3 separate regions of the Zea mays genome follow, and all the other regions are linked to region 3. Evidence: chromatin contacts called from public Hi-C data. All regions are on one chromosome and are shown on one strand. The core of a region is the stretch at or near the end of the contact, and the rest is flanking DNA. Distances in the headings are between cores, read along the strand shown. Region 1 has its middle 25 kb from the start of LOC109942375. Region 2 holds the start of LOC109942375 (auxin efflux carrier component 2). Region 3 holds the start of LOC100194137.

What was found. Hi-C and Micro-C count contacts between places; a contact is called where the count stands out from the background.
Region 1: a contact with region 3 is called in a Hi-C map of leaf, with 5 times the contacts expected there. The contact joins the enhancer-like site here to the promoter of LOC100194137 in region 3. A contact is called at or near these places in 3 of 25 Hi-C or Micro-C datasets (ear, leaf and tassel).
Region 2: a contact with region 3 is called in a Hi-C map of ear, with 2.8 times the contacts expected there. The contact joins the promoter of LOC109942375 here to the promoter of LOC100194137 in region 3. A contact is called at or near these places in 5 of 25 Hi-C or Micro-C datasets (ear, leaf, tassel and 1 more) and 1 of 3 datasets of contacts at active chromatin or transcription factors (leaf).

What each region holds. Positions count from the first base shown.
Region 1 is chr9:111,222,358-111,225,057 of Zm-B73-REFERENCE-NAM-5.0, reverse strand. No RefSeq gene overlaps it. Among protein-coding and RNA genes, the nearest start is that of LOC109942375, 25 kb to the right of the region's middle. Within about 2 kb of position 1,412, at least 19 of the 20 cell types and tissues checked have an H3K27ac peak or open chromatin away from gene starts, as enhancers often do. A contact at or near this core is called in ear, leaf and tassel, where this site is marked.
Region 2 is chr9:111,197,561-111,200,260 of Zm-B73-REFERENCE-NAM-5.0, reverse strand. It overlaps LOC109942375 (auxin efflux carrier component 2), which reads left to right and starts at 1,303. Exons shown (of 7, transcript XM_020544317.3): 1 at 1,303-2,700. The coding sequence starts at 1,710.
Region 3 is chr9:110,921,598-110,924,297 of Zm-B73-REFERENCE-NAM-5.0, reverse strand. It overlaps LOC100194137, which reads left to right and starts at 1,402. Exons shown (of 7, transcript NM_001139189.1): 1 at 1,402-1,597.

The DNA of each region.
Region 1 (2,700 bases), core at 163-2,662, 300 kb before region 3:
AAATTTAGGCCATGGCCGACTGGCCGTACCTGTACCTACCTCTCTCTCTGCTGCATGATTGGAAAACGACAGCGGCGACCTGGACTGGCTGGCGATCGATCCATCTGGCTCATCCACCATTCCATTTCATATGCCGACGGCACAGGACGAGCAGGTACGTACACCAACGGACGGGCACTATGCAGTATAGCAGTAGGTACTCACTCGTGCATGATGGCGGCCGGCCGGACGAATGGGCATGCCGCTGCGCCTGAGGAGGCGGCCGGCCGCCGTCCTTCGTTCAATTCTCGGGCGCCGGCCGGCCGATCCACGCCTCTGTCTGGGGTCTGGACTCTGGACAGCAGGGACACCGGACAGATTCCTCCGGGCTCCGGCCGGCCGCGCTACTCTCTGCTCGCTGCAACGGTCTTCCGGACTTTTTGCCTGCGCCGGACGGCTACACGCGCGCCGGCGCGCGCGCGGCCAGCGCCCAAAGGACGCGCGCGTCGGTCCAAGCTCGACCTCCGACGCTTCTGGATCGCCTGCCTGTCGTCCCGGCCGACACCGCGTTGCACGCTGAAAATTAAGCCAGGCGCGTACAGCGTACGAGCCAAAAGCGTAGCTTAGAGATCCCAGATCGATTAGGCCGGGTAGCTGGGCAAAGGAGCTAGCGGCGGTGAAAGCGAGCGAGCTAGTCAGCCAGCCAGCCAGCCAGCGTCGCCCCGTGCCGCGGGGAGGGAGGGACCCAACCCATGCATGGATTGGAAATGTGTCATGGAGATGGAGGGCCAGGGCCGGTGTCCGCGGCCGGACGCTGTCGCAGTCACACGGCCGGGCCGGCAAGGTAGCTGCAAGCGACGCAGCAGGCTAGTGCGTCCTAGCAGCGGCACTGCGCACATGGCTAGGCTAGGCATACGCTGTTCGGGTGCGTGGCGTAGCTGGGCTAGGTCACGCGCGGCTTCGATCTGCCTGCCAGTGCCCGGCTCTGGATGCTTGGCAACGAACGGACACATGCGTGTCCTGTTTGCCAGAATCTGCTGCTTCACTTTCCTTATTCACTGCGTTCCAGTTCCTTGGACAGTTATTACTACGGACTTGAGAGTTCCGCTTCCACAGTTCACTTCACTTCACTTCGGAGCAAGACTCAATGACTCAGCAAACTTTTTTCTGCTACCTGTAAGAAATTCGGTTGTCAGAAAACACATTCGGTTTATTTTTACCGATTTAGAATATATGAAAAATAGTCCTGCTTTTCTTTAGCAACATAGGTTCTTGTTAAAACGGACATAGGTTTGGGTCCAGAAAGCTAGATTTGGCAACGGGGTGAAATGGGAAGAAAAAAAAACTATAAAAGGCCCCCTTCCTATTCGACGACTGATGGGCCTAAAACGGATATAGGCGCAGTCCGCAGATGGAAATGAGCGTCTCCCGTTCTCTCCCCTTCCCTCTCGTTTTCTAATTTGCGGCAACGTCAAGTTGGGCTTCAACAGATATTTCGGCCCAGTATTTCCATTCTCGCGTGAGAACAACAAAGTAACACTGGTCCAGCCAGCCCACTCAAATACTTGTTGCGTTGTTGTGTTGCAGACTATTTTCTCGTTTCGGGAACTCACCCGCGGAAAGTGCATCCTGAACTTGGCCTTCACTTAGGTAGTGTTTGGTTGAGGAGCCAAGTAGAACGGAGCCGTTTCATCCCTGATTTTAGGAACGGAGCCGCTCTATTCTGTGTTTGGTAAGCTGGAACGGAGCGGCTCTGTTTTTTGTTTGGTTGCAGAGTGAACGGAACGGAGCATGACTGTGCGAGCGGGATGGGAACGGAGCGGCTCCGTCCGGTTGATTTTTTGGAGCGGAATAGTTCCGGATCTAAGGAGAATATTCCCTAATTAGAGTCATTCCGTTCTAGTTACTTTGTAACCAAACAACAACAAAACTGCAACAGAATGACTCCGTTCTACTTGGCTCTTCAACCAAATGCTACCTTAGGTACGCTATTCTTTTTATTTGTGCTCGATTATTAATGCTCCACTTTATTTATGCGTTACCAGTGTTTTCTTCAAGCTACTGCATGCTTCGTGGCTTAATTTATCCAGCCAATATGTGTCTCCATCAGTGGAAGAGGGAAGGGGGCCTACAGGGGCCATGGCTCCTCCCAAGGTTCGTGACAAATTATACACATACACACACACACCAATAAAACATGCAACCTTTTGCTTTTCTTGACTTTTGTTTTCTAAGAAGTCAGTAGGAAACCATGATATGGTGTATTTACAGTAAAAGATTATTTGGAAGAAGGTTAAAAGTGGCGATAAGTTTGCCTTCAAATTTTAGTGTCTCAATTCATCAGTACTCTGTTGAATGGCATGGCGATTTTAAAAATAGGTTATGCCATATTGAACCAATAATTGAAAAGCAAGCAAGTGAAGACGTTAAGGCAATTAGATTGTGGCTTATAACATCAATTGTTGCAGTCCAGTCATTAGCATTTCAAGCCTGCCCATTTCATGGTCATCAATTGAATCTTATAGCTTGTAATGTGCAAATAACTATTCGTAGTGAAATAGGTGATTCCAAATTTTGCCATATCACTTCTCATCCCCTCTCCTATTATGAATTGCCATATCATATCATGTTAGTGATTTATTTAGGAAATTATCATGCCAACGCGCAAACAAAAAAATCAAGTTAATATAATAGACAATTTTAGGATATACAAATACGAAT
Region 2 (2,700 bases), core at 54-2,553, 280 kb before region 3:
TTGACTCTGATGCATGCTTCGTAATAATTTTTGATGCTAGGTCCGCTCCTCTCGACGTGCGGTGGGGTCTAGCCCACCTCGCCGGGCCAGCGGGTCGCGGCATCGCGGGCTCCTCCGATCGAGGATAACTCTGAGGGCCGCGACGACTTGCTCTGGTGGCGCGACCTCGATCGCTGCCACGCCGGTGAAGTCTCCATCGTCGTCGCTCAGATCAAATAAATGCTCGAGGACCTTTTCTCATAACAGTATATCACATATTTATACATAAGTTATCGTGATATTATATATTCCCGTTGCAACGCACGGGCACTCACCTAGTTTGTGAAATAAGCGACATGTCAATGTTGGGTGGGTTTTGAACCCACGGCCTCATGATTGAAGGAAGTGGTTATTACCACTACAACACATGAGTGTTTGTGATAGATTGAAGTTAGATATTATTAATATATATGTATACTAATAAGTGGAAAATAAAACCTTACAATTGTGTTAGAATAAACATCCCATTAATCATAGTTTGCATATATCATATATAAAAAAAATAAAAAGATTGAATCCTGGTCATCTGAATATAGGCTCCTCTCATCTAACCACACTAGATGTCTTGTTTGATTGTGTTTGTAGGAAGTGTTGGTTTAGAGTTGAGTATGGACCTTAAATACATCTAAAGTCGATCGACGACTACATAGATGTATATAGTTAGTAGGCAGTGAGTGGTTGCTGTACCTAGCCTGTGGACGGTGGGCATGCTGGATTGACGAATGCTTCTCCTACACGACTTTGCTCTAGATAAAGTAATACTCATGTAATATAGAAACCATAACAATGCATATACTCATGACTAGTTCATATTTAAATGACACTACAAATAAGAACGAGATAACGAAGATGGTCACTATCTAAACAATGGCGCATCTAACAGCCTAACCACACTTTTGGGTATTACTATTTGTGTTGTTTCCTCTTTATTTGGGATGCTGCTTGAGATGGAGGATCATGTCTATTCACCGTTTTTCGATCCTAGCTATCCAGTCAAAACCTTCCCACACGCGCGCACACGGTGACCGATCGAGCCTAAAGATCTAACGGTAAGTCGGTAACTACTGCCTTGTATGTCCAACACTTTACCACGGAAGCGACCATATCGCCTTGTCGGTGTGGCGTCGTGCAATTTGCAACGACACTGCAGCAGCCCAACAGGAGCCTACTGCGTGCAATTCTTTGACCAGTTGCGGAGTCTCTTTATCCATGTCAAGGCCATCCTTGATCAGCGTGCATGCATTTGCGCCATGGCCCATGGCTACCTCGAGCTTGCACGCATTTATCTAGTCTAGAAGCTAGCTAGGGCTCAGGTTGTACTACCTACAGTACGTTGCCGTAGCCACACAAGGATACGACAGTGTTTGCACGTCGCGGCCTGCAGCTAGCTACCTGCAACTGTGTACGCCGCCCCTCGGATTCTCTACGTCCATCGTCGTACCACCATGCTCTAGCTGATTAACAGCTAAATTAAGTGGCGAGTCGTCTGCGATTATCTTATTAAGGACCTCCTATATATAACTATCTCTTCTGCTTCTGTTCTCGCACTTCGTTTCTGATAGTTTGCGTCAGCTACCAGCAGATCTTTGTAGAAAACCAAAGGAACAGAACAGGCTAGCGTGGCCTAAGCTGCAGCTGTCAGCGTCGCCGTCGCCGCCGCCGCCGCCGCGATGATCACCGGGCGGGACATCTACGACGTTCTTGCGGCGATCGTGCCGCTGTACGTGGCCATGTTCCTGGCGTACGGGTCGGTGCGGTGGTGGGCCATCTTCACCCCGGACCAGTGCTCCGGCATCAACCGCTTCGTGGCCGTCTTCGCCGTGCCGCTGCTCTCCTTCCACTTCATCTCCAGCTGCGACCCCTACGCGATGCAGTACCGGTTCCTGGCGGCCGACTCGCTGCAGAAGCTGGTCATCCTGGCGGCGCTGGCCGTGTGGCACAACGTGCTCTCCCGCTACCGCAGGGGCGCGGCGGCGTCGTCGCTGGACTGGACCATCACGCTCTTCTCGCTGTCCACGCTGCCCAACACGCTGGTGATGGGCATCCCGCTGCTCCGCGCCATGTACGGCGACTTCTCGGGCAACCTCATGGTGCAGATCGTGGTGCTGCAGAGCGTCATCTGGTACACGCTCATGCTCTTCCTCTTCGAGTACCGCGGCGCCAAGGCGCTCATCTCCGAGCAGTTCCCGCCCGACGTCGGCGCCAGCATCGCCTCCTTCAGGGTCGACTCCGACGTCGTCTCCCTCAACGGCCGCGAGGCGCTGCAGGCGGACGCCGAGGTCGGCAGCGACGGCCGCGTCCACGTCGTCATCCGCCGCTCCGCCTCCGCGTCCACCACGGGCGGCGGCCACGGCGCCGCGCGCTCCGGCGCCGGGTACCGCCCCTACGGCCCGTCCTCGGCCATGACCCCGCGCGCCTCCAACCTCACCGGCGTCGAGATCTACTCGCTGCAGACCTCGCGGGAGCCCACGCCCCGCGGCTCCAGCTTCAACCAGTCCGACTTCTACGCCATGTTCAACGGGAGCAAGATGGCCAGCCCGCTGGCGCAGCCCGGCGCCGCACGCGCGCCGGGGCTCGACGAGCAGGTGGCCAACAAGTTCGCGTCTGGGAAGGGTGGCGACGCCGCGGCGTACCCCGCGCCCAACCCCGGCATGATGCCAC
Region 3 (2,700 bases), core at 153-2,652:
TCATGCAACCTCCCTATTACAACTAGTACATGAAAATCCACCCAATATTTTCCATCTATGAAAGTTTAGTTTCATTACAAACGTACAGATCTCAATACATCGTACAATTATGGTCCCTTCTTGCGAATTGGGGAAAATTTTGGGATATTAATATCTATCTATCATAAAATCATTAGAGTCCCTCATAGGGAGACCTACTCATGATTTGGTGTGTATATTGTATCTTCAATGAAGATCTGTTCGTTAGCATTAACGGGAGAACTCAAAACCACAAAAATTGCTAGGGAATCAATTGGGATGCTACAGACATCTCCATCCCTGATCCACATACTCTAGAAACGGAACTTCAAGTTCAGAAACTCATTAATTTGCAACACACTACAAACAACATGTCATATGCATTTACTAATTATAAGGCTGTTACAAAATCCTACAATTTCACGAGAAATGTGTCGAAAAGAGCAGAGGTATCAAATAAAACTACTCAAGTCACAAGTAAGAGGGAGAGAAATACAATTATTTCCACGGATGCAGCTTCTATCTAGCAAAGAAAATAGAAGAACAAAATCTTCTAACCCAGTAAATGCAACTCAACCCTATGGAGGTTCAACTTTCACATCCCATATCAACAGTGCACTCAATTACTGACATTGGGACATCGAAATACCCAGATGCAATCATTTTGGGATATGATGATGCATAAAAAATGGCACATAAAATTCCATCAATTAGTTCAAGTCTAGAGAATCATATGACGAAAGAATACAATTGTTGACATTTATTCTTTGCAATGATTGTAGAGGTCCTTCAAAATTATCTAGAGAACAATAAAAACTCATTTTACTGTTTCTGTATCTCTTTTACTTTCCTAGATAATTGCAACAAAATTAAAGCCACGACATGCTAAAGCAGGAAAACTGTACATAGATGATTAGAGATTTTTTTTCTTATATTCACTATGCGCTAGACAGGGCTATAAAAATATAGGATAAAATTTTAGGAGTTTCTAATATCATAGGTTCAGATTCCCTCTTTCATTCAGAAAAAAAGAAAAATTCAGGCTACGGTCAGGGTCAGCGCTAGATCGCTCTTCGTCATTTCAATTTTGCAGGCCTTGCGACTTGCGAGGCCCCCCACGACGGACAAGTGAACGCAGATTCGTTCCCCAACGGCTACGACGCAAAGTACCAAACCCAAACGGCAGGCGCGTCGGTGCACGGGCGCCCACGTGGGCCTGCGCCATCCGCGCCGCACCGGGTCTGGGGCCCGCCCGGACTCAACGGTCGGATCTCTCGTCCCTATCATGCACCGCTCCGCTTTCAGACAGCAGTTGGTTCTCATCAAAGCTCGCAACTACTTCCTCCCCTCCCCTTCCTTCCCTTCCGGCCGCCTCTTGTCCTCCTCACCTCCCAAATTGAAATCCTCCTCCCTCCCCGCCTAGGGTTCCGCTTCCTCCCCCGTCCGAGCACCACTCAAGCGGCGGCAGCAGCGGTGGCAGCCTGGAAGCAGTCCCATCTCGTCGCCCTAGACTTCCCTGCCGCCGCACGTCTCAGTTTCTTGTTCGCCCGCTCTCCTGCCGGTCCGCCCATCGCCTGAGGTAAGCGCCCCGCCTGCAGTCGTCCTCACTACTTCTTTTTCCATCAATCTTTGCCATCGTAGTGTGTGGGCCTCGTCCCCTGCCAGGGCCCTCCGGGGTGAGGTCCGGTAGAGGCCACGCGCGACCGCGAGCGAGCGGCCTCCTGGGACCAGGGCGGAGTTGGCGACCGGTCGATTTCTCAAGCTCAGCGTAGAGCGAATGTCCAGCCGGTTTCAGATCCAACCGCACGGTGTTTCGCTACTGTAAATGAGCGTTGATTGTTTGGTCGATCGATTGGTCTCGCATTTCCTCAAACCTAATTTCCGGGCAGAAACATTTCTGAATTCCTAGATAGTCCCATGTTCCAGCACACTGCGGAACCTAGATGGCCAGGCAAGGGTTTGTGTGGCTCAGGCTGGTGCATGTGCCCACTCCTCGCTTCTGGATGTAAAGAATGAGGGGACACTTGCGCTTTTTAGTGCGCATAGTAGTGTCTCATCTTGTTATGGTCATGGTATTATTCACCACGTTGGCTTGTGGAAGTGGCTCATTACTAGATTAACATAATTGTGGTAGCATGTGATTAGGAGTGTATTGTATCTAGGGCCAAACTTTCCATTGCACGTTCTTGACAAAATGCTTCGTTGGGGGGCAATTTATTGAAGATGTGGATATGAGGCAGTAATGGCTGCTTGCAGCTGTAACTGAATGCGCCTTTTCATTTCTCAGCCGCATTGAATTACTATTGTGGAACATAAGAGCAACTTCAATGGAGATACCCCAAAACCATGATTTTTAGTTTCTCTAAAAAAATGGTCTACCAAACAAAGACCCTCCCACAGAAAATCCACAATTTATTCCATTCTCCATCTTTTAGAAGTGCCATGGTACTATTTTGTAGGGATGGTTCCTGTGTCATTCTTGCCTTCAGCCACCGTGGACACCAGTTACCCATCGCATAGAATACATTATTTCATAACTATTGTTCTCATACTTGAAAACAGTTTCTATGTACTTTGTTCACAGTTCATTATTTAGTTTGGCAGTAATGTTTTGAGAAGTACATTATTTGAAGAGTGTGACTGCTCTGCGCATGTACAATCACTAGGTTCCTTCATTTAGTG